Regions from separate parts of the Rattus norvegicus genome. Here region 2 is linked to region 1. A link is a contact called in public Hi-C data. All regions are on one chromosome and are shown on one strand. The core of a region is the stretch at or near the end of the contact, and the rest is flanking DNA. Distances in the headings are between cores, read along the strand shown.

Region 1 (4,714 bases), core at 1,731-4,230:
AATGTATGGAAACATAGAGGAGAGTATTTTTACCAAAAATGCTAACTATCCCTTTTATTCCCTTGGAATCCTTTTGCCAGTCACTAAGTTAGAGTATCCAAGTGAGATATTATCAAGAAAGATACTTTTGCAGGGAGGAAGCCAGATAGAAAAGAAATAACTAAAAGACATTAGAATGGCTACGCCAAAAGACATGAGAGGCCAACACGGTAATACCCAGGGCATTGATGCAGAAGAATCATGAGTGTGAGGCCAGCATGCTCTACAAACGAAGACCCTGGGCAAGAAACACCTACTAGCATTGCCTTGCTATGCAGACACATAGTTAAATTGTCTTCTAAATGTAACTTTTATACCCGCAGGCCAGAGGATTAATACTGTCTTAGCCTTGGTCAGGGGACAATAGCCCCTAATAAAGAGGCTCACAGCTGATCAAAGAGCTAAGACTAAATGACTAGTGACTATGTAGCCCCAGATGAAGCATCTGCACTACCCCCTCCATGGTCCAGGGGCACCATGGGTCGGAAAGGATGGCAGAGGAGTACAGTGAGATTCCCTCTCAGGACAGGGCCTGCTGTTGCAATCACAGGCACATAGCATCTATGGTTATCTACAGAAGAGTGGGCCCTTTAGTACTCCGTCAGGGGTAGAGGGGATCCTGAGGCCCTACTTTTTATGTATCCACTTGTAAGCTGCCCATGGCTTAGTAAATGACTCCCTTTCCTACAAGGAATGTTATTTAAACTCAGTTTTTCTCTCCCTTCTCAAAACACACACACACACACACACACACACACACACACACACACACACACGCACAAACTATGAACATGATGACAAGTCAGGAAGAAAAAATGAAGTCAGCAAGCGTTGGGAACTCTTTAGGAGGGAAATGAAGTTGATGGGTATGGGAAACGGTCAAAACTTAGTATGTGGTCTTTAAGCCCACTAACCCACACCAATGAAGAACAGCCTGTACGGAGTGCTGTGGTATGATAGAAGGCACGATGAGTTAATCAGAAAGGCAACTTCACTTCTGGATTTAAAATAATCATTTATAGAATTGTAGAAAGGAAGATCATGCACAACCCGAAGACCAAACTTGATGTGGCAGTAAAATGGAGGCCATGGTGTGGTCCTGTACCCCCAACACTAACTTGCTAGCAGTTTGACCAGCAGCCTGAGGACCTACGCTAGAATTTCCAGAAAGAAGAGCCTGTCATAAAGCCACCAAGAAGAGCCTGACATAAAGCCACCAGAGAGGAATGCCCTTCCTCTCTCTCTCTATCTCGTTGTTTACCCAGAATTTTAGGGTGAACAGGGCTTTCCTCTCAATCACTCCCAAAACAGCATGACCAGGCACTTGTGTCCCCAAGACTCTGCAGCTGTGAGCTCCCATATCCCATGTCCCTCGAAGATGCTTACCTCTGGTAACACTCCACAGAACCAGAAAAGTAACTCAGTGAGCCATTGTTTTTCAGTCCTACTTAGGTAGTACACTCAGGACTTCAGGAAGACGCATTCTATTACTCTTTACCCAAGGCCAATGGTGAAGTCAAGGGTAAAGGCAAAGATGTTGTACATTGTGACTACGTTCACAGACCCACACGGTACTCAGGTATTAGAAATCTGGGGAAGCCCAAACATGTATAAGGTGTTTACAAACATCCAAGAGCATATGATGATTGAGTGCATTGTTGGTAAAGTTAAACAAGACAGGATGAAGTCCAGGTGCATCTGGCCCAGGGCAGTGTGCAGTGAAGTCCAAGTGCAGTCCTGGGCCCATGAATTCACAGTACTTGGGAGCAGCACAGTGAAAGAATTGTAGGAGGTTTATTCATGTACTTCGAATTCTACAGCTGACTAGGGGAAAGGATAAGGGAGGCACAGACTTGGAACTATCAGGTTGTGACTTCTCTCAGATAAACTCAAACCAGCATGGCAAAGTAGAGTGGCCTTGTAACATGTGAGTGCAGCAACCACTTGACAGGAGGAATCAAACAGTATAGGAAAGTCACAGAAACTCCAGCATTGGAGCAAGTTGCCCTGAGTAGTTGCTCTGAGAGATTAAAAATCACCTTTGTCCTAAGAGACCCCTAAGAATAGGAGAGACAGAGTAGCATCAGGCAAGAAAGGAGGTAGTGTTCACAGACTATGAGTCAGGAATGAAGCTTCTGGGGAGAAGCTGTGAGGGAGAATTAGGAAGTGCAGCCTGCAAGCGCAGGAACCTGGAGGCAGGAGCTGGTGCAGAGACCATGGAAGGATGCTGCTTACTGGCTTGCTCCTCCATGGCTTACTGAACTTGCTTTCTTATAGGACCTAGGGCTACCATCCCAGGAATAGCACCACCCACCATGGACTAGGCTCTCCTGCTCTAGTTAAGGAAATGCGCTACAGGCTTACCTACAGCCTGAGCTTATGAAGACATTTTCTCAACTGAGGCTCCTTCCTCTTTGATGACACTAGCTTGAGTCAAGTTGACATAAAACTAGCCAGTATACTGGGTAAACCTTTGTTCTTTATAAATGACTCAGTCTGTGCTATTGACTTATGGAAGGGGAAAAGTAAATCAGGTAATCTTTGGGCCAGGAGTACACTGTGGTAGAAAATAGGAGAATTAGACCTTAAGGCTGCACTCCCCAGGACTTTAGACAAAGCCTGGGGAACTAGGTATAAAGAATGAAAGTGACATGGATTTAAGCAAGGAGAATAGGTGGGGGGTCTCTTCTTCCCAGAAAGATGGGAATAGAAAGTAACTCAGAACTCTTCCACTCAAGGGCATTCCAATTTGTCACCACATTCCAAACATATTCGCTGCAGTTAATAACAAGAGAAACTCACAGGATCGAAATCTGGAACAGTTTTCTCAGCTCTGAAAACTCCAGAAAAGCCAAGACAGGAACATGAAAGAGATGCTTGCTACCCAAAGCCATGCATAGCGGGAGCCAAAATTCCAGACGTGCGCACACACAGAAAAACTTCACACTCTGCTGCTGACAGCCTGCTCCCTTCTGCTTTTCAAAGTAGGAACCTCCTCTCACCGTGGATCGCTTGACCAATTGCCTTTTGCCAAAAAAGGCAAGAATCATGCACAAGTATTTAACCCGATTTGGTTTTAAATCATCTAACTGTTGGCAGCCAGTCTCACAGTCTACCAGGAGCATGGGACAGATTAAGGACGCTCTCTCTAAAGAAAAACAAGCCAGAGCACTGTTTCCTCTGGGTGACAGTGGTCTTGGATGATGTTAGGTAGGGAGGAAATGCACCACGATGAACAGGAAAAGAAATATTCCAGGCAAGAAGGAAAGGTCGAGGGCCGCCTTATCCTTTTACTACTTGGGGCCTCTGTTGAGCAAGGACATGTAGAAGTACGCTTTATCAGGACTGTCTTAGCTCTGCTTGTCTCCTTTAGGTTTCTCCTTTTCCGTTTCTGACTTAGAAAGAACAATGATAAACAATGAGTCTCTTTGTCAGCCCTTGGCAGTGAGGCTCAATGGAGCCCCTGCCTGGTGAGTGTCCATGGACCCCTTGACTGGTGAGAGTTGCTTCTCTCACCTCAGCTTGGGTGCCACCAGAGGGGATGAAGAGAAACATGACCCTGGGTGTCACCGGGGGATTAAGCCTACACCTGGTTTTATCTCCTTTCAGAAGGGAGCCCGGACAAAGCTTTGATTCCTTAAATTACAGGAACTCATAGGGAATGTCTAATGATCAGAAAGAGCGAGTGGGGGCTGGGAAAGCATCGGAAGTCATTTCCTGTCATAATCCCCTCACGTGGCGCTGCGTCTCTCATACAGATCGCCTGGGAAATAATTTTAAAGCGTTTAAAAATATCTCCCATGCTATATTATGAGCTGCTGTTGGGTTTCTATGGTTTGAGAGAGCTATGAGACTGCAGCTTCAAGAACTAATCGCAAAACATAAAAATGCTGGAGTCTAATAGAATTCAGCTGATTGGAGGCCGGAGCTGGGGATGCGAGCATTCCTGCGCGCCCAACCCAACGCAGAGAAAACCATTGCTGGAGGGAGCAGCAGTTCCTTCCTGCATGTGTTCTCCACATCTTTATCTTCTATTCTTTGTTCCTGTTGGCTTACTAATTAGCTGTGATTTTTTTTAATGCCCCTTATAGTAGGTTAATTTTGTCTAACTCACCAGCAGGGGTTTTTGTAATACATAATTCACAGAGCAATGTCAATGATTAAAATTCTTTCATTAACACAGCACCTTAAAGATAATAAATATGAAGCATTTAGCTCCCAATCTGTGGGTACAGAAAGCTTCATTTCTTGTATAGGGAAAACAAAAAAGCTTGCTCACATGATGGGCACTGGAGAAAAGGAAAAAGAAGGGGAAAAAAACTAGAGCCCGAGTTTTAAGCTAGTGCAAAGAGAACCAAATCAGAAAGTACTTATTTTAAGCTCTATAATTCCATGGGGGTTTTCAAAGAATTCTAGAAATTACACTGCCAAGGGACTCTTTTTCCTGCCCTTTTAAAGAACCACTCGGTAGCATCGAGGCTAGCCCTCTCTGCTGAGGGTGGACACAGACTGCAGAGAAAGAACTGGGTGTGGTAAAAGTGGTTTTCAGACGCCGCTTCTCCATTCTATTCAGCGATCTTGATGCCTCTGACTTGTGACTGTGTGAGAAGAGCAGGCAGTCATTAGATACAGAGGATGAAATTTCATTTAGAGAAATTTGAACAACTCATAGAAC
Region 2 (4,746 bases), core at 318-2,817, 170 kb after region 1:
AGCCCTTGAGAAAATTGTTTATCTTCCTTTCTATCTTCTCTCTCTCCCTCCCTCCCTCCCTCCCTCCCTCCCTCCCTCTCTCCCTCCCTCTCTCTCTCTCTCTCTCTCTCTCTCTCTCTCTCTCTTCCCTTCGAGGTAGGAAATGAAAACTCAGAGGACTGGGTAGAGGAGCACTGAGCAAAACTAGCGCAGCCGGCCAGCTCCCTCAGCAGCTATGCAAAGGGACACGGTGGCAAGTGTATTTCTGTTTCAACAAGACACAGTGATTCGGACGAATCTACTCGGTTTATCTTGTAAAAATCAGACAGCCCATGTTTGCGTGTAAAAGCCGCAAAAATCATTACGATCGATACTTAAGTCAGAAAACCACTAGTGAGTCTTCATTCTGGTCAACAGCCTCTAACAGCTATTGTTACTGCTCATGTTAGATCGCTATAGTCCTGTCAGCCTGTATTTACTTACGATTATTTATTTATTTATTTATTATTTATTTATTTATTTATTTATCTATCTTTAATCTTTTTACAGGTCAGTCATTATCCCCCTCCTGGTTCGCCCTCCAACAATCCCATTCCTCCTCCTCTTCCCCTCCAAGACTATGTCCCCACTCCCATCCCTACCCTGCCAGGCCTTTCCACTCCCTGGGGCCTCAAGTCAAGGGTTTGGTGCCTCTTCTCTCACTGAGGCCAGACCAGGTAGTCTTCTGCTGTCTGTTTCGAGTCCTTGGACCAGCTAGTGTATGATGCCTGGTTGGTGGTGTTAGCATTTTATCTAGACTCCACCCCACAGTTACATGGCAACAGCCAGGTGTGCCTGCCTCACTATAAAAGGAGCTGCTTAGCCCCTCCTCTCTCTTGCCTTCTTGCTCCTGCTCTGTCCTCTTGTCCGGCTCCCCCTCTTGCCCCATTCCTCTCTTCCCTCTCTCTGAATACTCATGGCTGCCCCCCTCCCTCTCCCTCCCTCTCTCTCCCTTTCTCTGTCTCTACTATCCTCTGAACTCCCCTCCTCATGCCATGCCTTGCCTGAACTCTATTCTATACTAAACCATCTGTGGATGGTCCCTCAGTGTGAAGGGATCAGCATGGGCCCGTGGAGGCACCTCCTTCCCACACACCTGACTACACAAACACCAAACACATTCTTCCCCCTCATCTTTATAAAACACACAGGTGGCTCAGTGTCTGAGAGATTTCAGGGGTCCAGGCTAGTTGAGACTGCTGGTGCTCCTCCTCCTCAGCTTCTTCTAGCCTTTTCCTCATTCAACCACAGGGATCCCCAACTTCAGTCCGTTGGTTGGGAGTAAGGATCTGTGTCTGACTTGGCTCCTGCCTGTAAGCACACTATAGTGTCAGCAATAGTGTCAGGCCTTGGAGCCTCTTTTTGAGATGGGTCCCTATTTGGGTCCCTGGACCTCCTTTTCCCCAGTCTCTTCTCCAGTTCTTTTAAGAGAGCTGCAAAGGAATTTTTTTTTCCTAATAAAGTCAAATGAGAAAGCCATGTGGGCTGGGAACGATAGAATGTTTTTTCTGGAGCCGAATTCTGACTCATGATTTAAAAATGCTTGTGAAAAACTATGCGGAGACCCATCAGTCATCACTGGTCTCTTAGGCTCACAGCACTGGCTTGCTTAAGGATTACTATGCCTTTGAAATATTTCCACAAGGCTTTCAGCTTCGATAGCACAACATAGAAAGATGTGCATATGCGTGTGCGTGTGTGTGTGCATACATGTGTATGTGTGTGTGTGCGTGTGTGTGAGTGTGTGTGTGCATGAGCTTGTGTGTGTGCATACATGTGTATGTGAGTGTGAGTGTGAGTGTGTGTGTGAGTGTGTGTGTGTGTGTGTGTGTGTGTGTGTGTGTGTGTGTGACCTATAGCAGCTGAAGAGTAAGTGAGCTTGCCTGCACTGGATTTCCTAGGGATCAGTTGTCACTTCAAACTCTCATCGTTTGTACACTAGGATCCATACACATAATGACATCTCACAACCTGTTCAGAAAAACTTCCAGAAACTATAGGCTTTTAAAACCGAACCTGCCTGTCAAGACTTCTGAGAACAGGAATGCCTTCAGGGGAGGGAGGGGGATGCCAGTGAGGTGGTGAGGTCTACTGAAACACTCTCTCTCTCTCTCTCTCTCTCTCTCTCTCTCTCTCTCTCTCTCTTTCTCTTTCTCCTTACCTGGGGATGTCAGAGCTATTGTTCATGTTCTGTCTGATTGATTTTGACAGGAAGTTGCTTCTCTGGACTTTCCAGCTCAGGTTAGTGGCCACATTACCTTGAGATGAACTTTGGGTTCCTGACAGTCCCCACTAGTACTAAATACCTCTTAAGGACGCACAAATAGTGTGGGCAAGGCACATGATGCTTGAAGAGGCTCTACCCTCAAGACGTCCACATTTTCCAGCTTGGTGGTGGTCTCAGCTATCCTTGTGTGTGGCCCTTTGGAGACTCAATCTGACCCAGCAGAAATCCCCACTCTGAACGTAGTGAAAATGGTCAGGATTTACCTCAAATCCAGTCCCAGTCATCCGAACTCTAACCCTCATGCTCTGGTCTGTGTGTGCTCTTTGAGGTCTCAAAGCCATGGGCAGGGAGCACCTGGAAGACACTCTTACCTGAAACATCTTAATTTTATTACACTGTGAAGCAACCTCACTTTCCCCCACTTGTCAGTAACGTTTCCTACTGAAGCTTGAGATTTAATGCAGTCATTTGACAGAAAGGAGGTGATCTGGAACTGTTTTCTTAGTGAAATATGTGGTGGGGAGGACCATCCTTAGAGAAAACGTCAAGGTCAAGAAATAAGACAAGCTGGCTTCCTTCCAGTAACCTTCTGGGAGGCAATCCTTTCAAGTTGTTCCTACTTTCTTTTTTACGAAAAATTATAATGGGTAAAAATTTTATAGTTCAAATCTTTGGACCCATCCCACCCCATGGAAGCAAAGTTCAGTTTTAAGCCTGAATTTCAAGCTTGAATTGAGAGAAACATGTATCACCCCCTCCTCTATTCATCTAAATACATGAAACATCTTTCGTCTGCTTACAGAAAAAAGGCACATGAAATTTGCTTCTTTAAGTGGAGGCAAGGAATTTGTCCTGGTTCTATTTTTTGGTGGGGAGGGGCTGGGGGGGTTGCAGTGATGGCTTACACTCAAGTAAGCACTGTTTTATTGGCTACCATCCCACCTCTGATGAACATGAATGGACCCGGCAGGGTATTTACACAACTTGTAGCAGTTTCTATATAACGGACTATAAAAGCATCCAAGGCGAACATGAGCATAGGGCTGTATGAACTACACTTTCACAGAGAGAACTTGAGACTTTTCTTTTACTAGAAAAGGAGACTCTGTAGATGAACCGGTATCGAGCACATCTAAGCTGAACAGGTGACAGCATTCTTCTTATGACCAAAGAGGAGTGACTCCCGGAGAGCGATGGTAAAAGAACAGTACAAGCTCACCAAGACAACCAGGGATGTAAGAACTGTGTATCCAGGACAACTTGGGCAGACTCAAATCAAGTAGACAAATCAAAAAGTCATCAGCAGTTAAAAAAAATTGCTTTTAAAAAGTTTGGGTCTGGAGCTATGGCTCAGTGGGAAAAGCGATGGCCTCACAGGCCTGAGGACCTCAGTTCGGATCCCAGCACGGGGTAGCCTGTGCTTATAACCCTGGTGCTGCAGGGAGCCACCGGAAGGTCCCGCACTCTCTGGCTAGCCTTTCTCTCTAAAGCAGTGAGTTCCAAGTTCAGGGAGACTCTTTCTCAAAACGTGCAAGTAATTAAGGACGACTACGACACCCTAAAGTAAACTTCTGACAGACACATGTGCCCACCCACAGAGACAAGTTCATCCATACAACAGGGAAGAGCGCCTGGACGCACTCATGTATGCACAGACACATGCGTGTGCACGTGCACGAGTACACACGCACTCCCACGCACATCTAGCCACTGTATACGTAGTTCTAAACTTGAAAAGTTACCTTGCTCTAGGAGGAATCCCAGAGGGGATTGAAAGCAACACATGCATATCCCTCTCAGTTTGTTTTAAGAAAATTTTGGCAGCAAAGATGAGTGGATTTCCAAATTGTGTTGTTTGGGGTCAAGACTAGTGAAAAATGGTTTTTCTGAACAGACCACTAACCACTTAGAAATCAAGTACTTGTTCTCACCATTTCGGAGTTCTGAGAACGGACATGGGGGAGAAACAAATGAGAATAATTGAGTGGTGCACACATGACCTTTTCCTTTCCTTACAGCATTTTTTTTTTTAATTCATGGTGAAAGCAGGTCTAGTTTATATACAAGAATTGGTGTGGAGTTTAAGACTCTGGAAAAAAAAAACCCACAAGGCAGAAATGCCAGTGCCTGCTTTTGCAACACCCTCTCCCAGCAAACAGTTTCATAAACTCTGGGCATTTTAGCCAATCGACCGCCTGGACTCTTTCTCAGAAGATGTCAAAACCTGGACAGTGAGGTTCTGACGGAGTCAGCTGCCCTTTAGATGACATGTGATCTTACTGCTTCTCTTCGAACATTTCTAGGGTCTACTGGGCCCTCCAGGGGCTATGTGAATACAAGGGGATTATTTCTCTTGGTGCCGGGGAAATGGCTCCGCAGTTCAGATGCTCTTACAGAGGACATAGGTTCCAGTCCCAGCACCCACATGGCAGCTCATAGCCGTCTGGAACTACAGTTTCGGGGCTCTTTTCTGGCCTTTCCGTGTAGTGGGCATGTGTGAG

The links. A called contact is a pair of places that touch in the nucleus more often than the background predicts.
Region 2: a Hi-C map of the A7r5 cell line shows a contact between it and region 1, with 3 times the contacts expected there. The contact joins two enhancer-like sites. A contact is called at or near these places in 2 of 12 Hi-C or Micro-C datasets (the A7r5 cell line and the Rat2 cell line).

The regions. Positions count from the first base shown.
Region 1 is chr2:240,181,266-240,185,979 of GRCr8, forward strand. No RefSeq gene overlaps it. Among named protein-coding and RNA genes, the nearest start is that of Adgrl2, 310 kb to the right of the region's middle. Within about 2 kb of position 2,981, at least 8 of the 93 cell types and tissues checked have an H3K27ac peak or open chromatin away from gene starts, as enhancers often do. A contact at or near this core is called in the A7r5 cell line, where this site is marked.
Region 2 is chr2:240,350,779-240,355,524 of GRCr8, forward strand. No RefSeq gene overlaps it. Among named protein-coding and RNA genes, the nearest start is that of Adgrl2, 140 kb to the right of the region's middle. Within about 2 kb of position 1,568, at least 8 of the 93 cell types and tissues checked have an H3K27ac peak or open chromatin away from gene starts, as enhancers often do. A contact at or near this core is called in the A7r5 cell line, where this site is marked.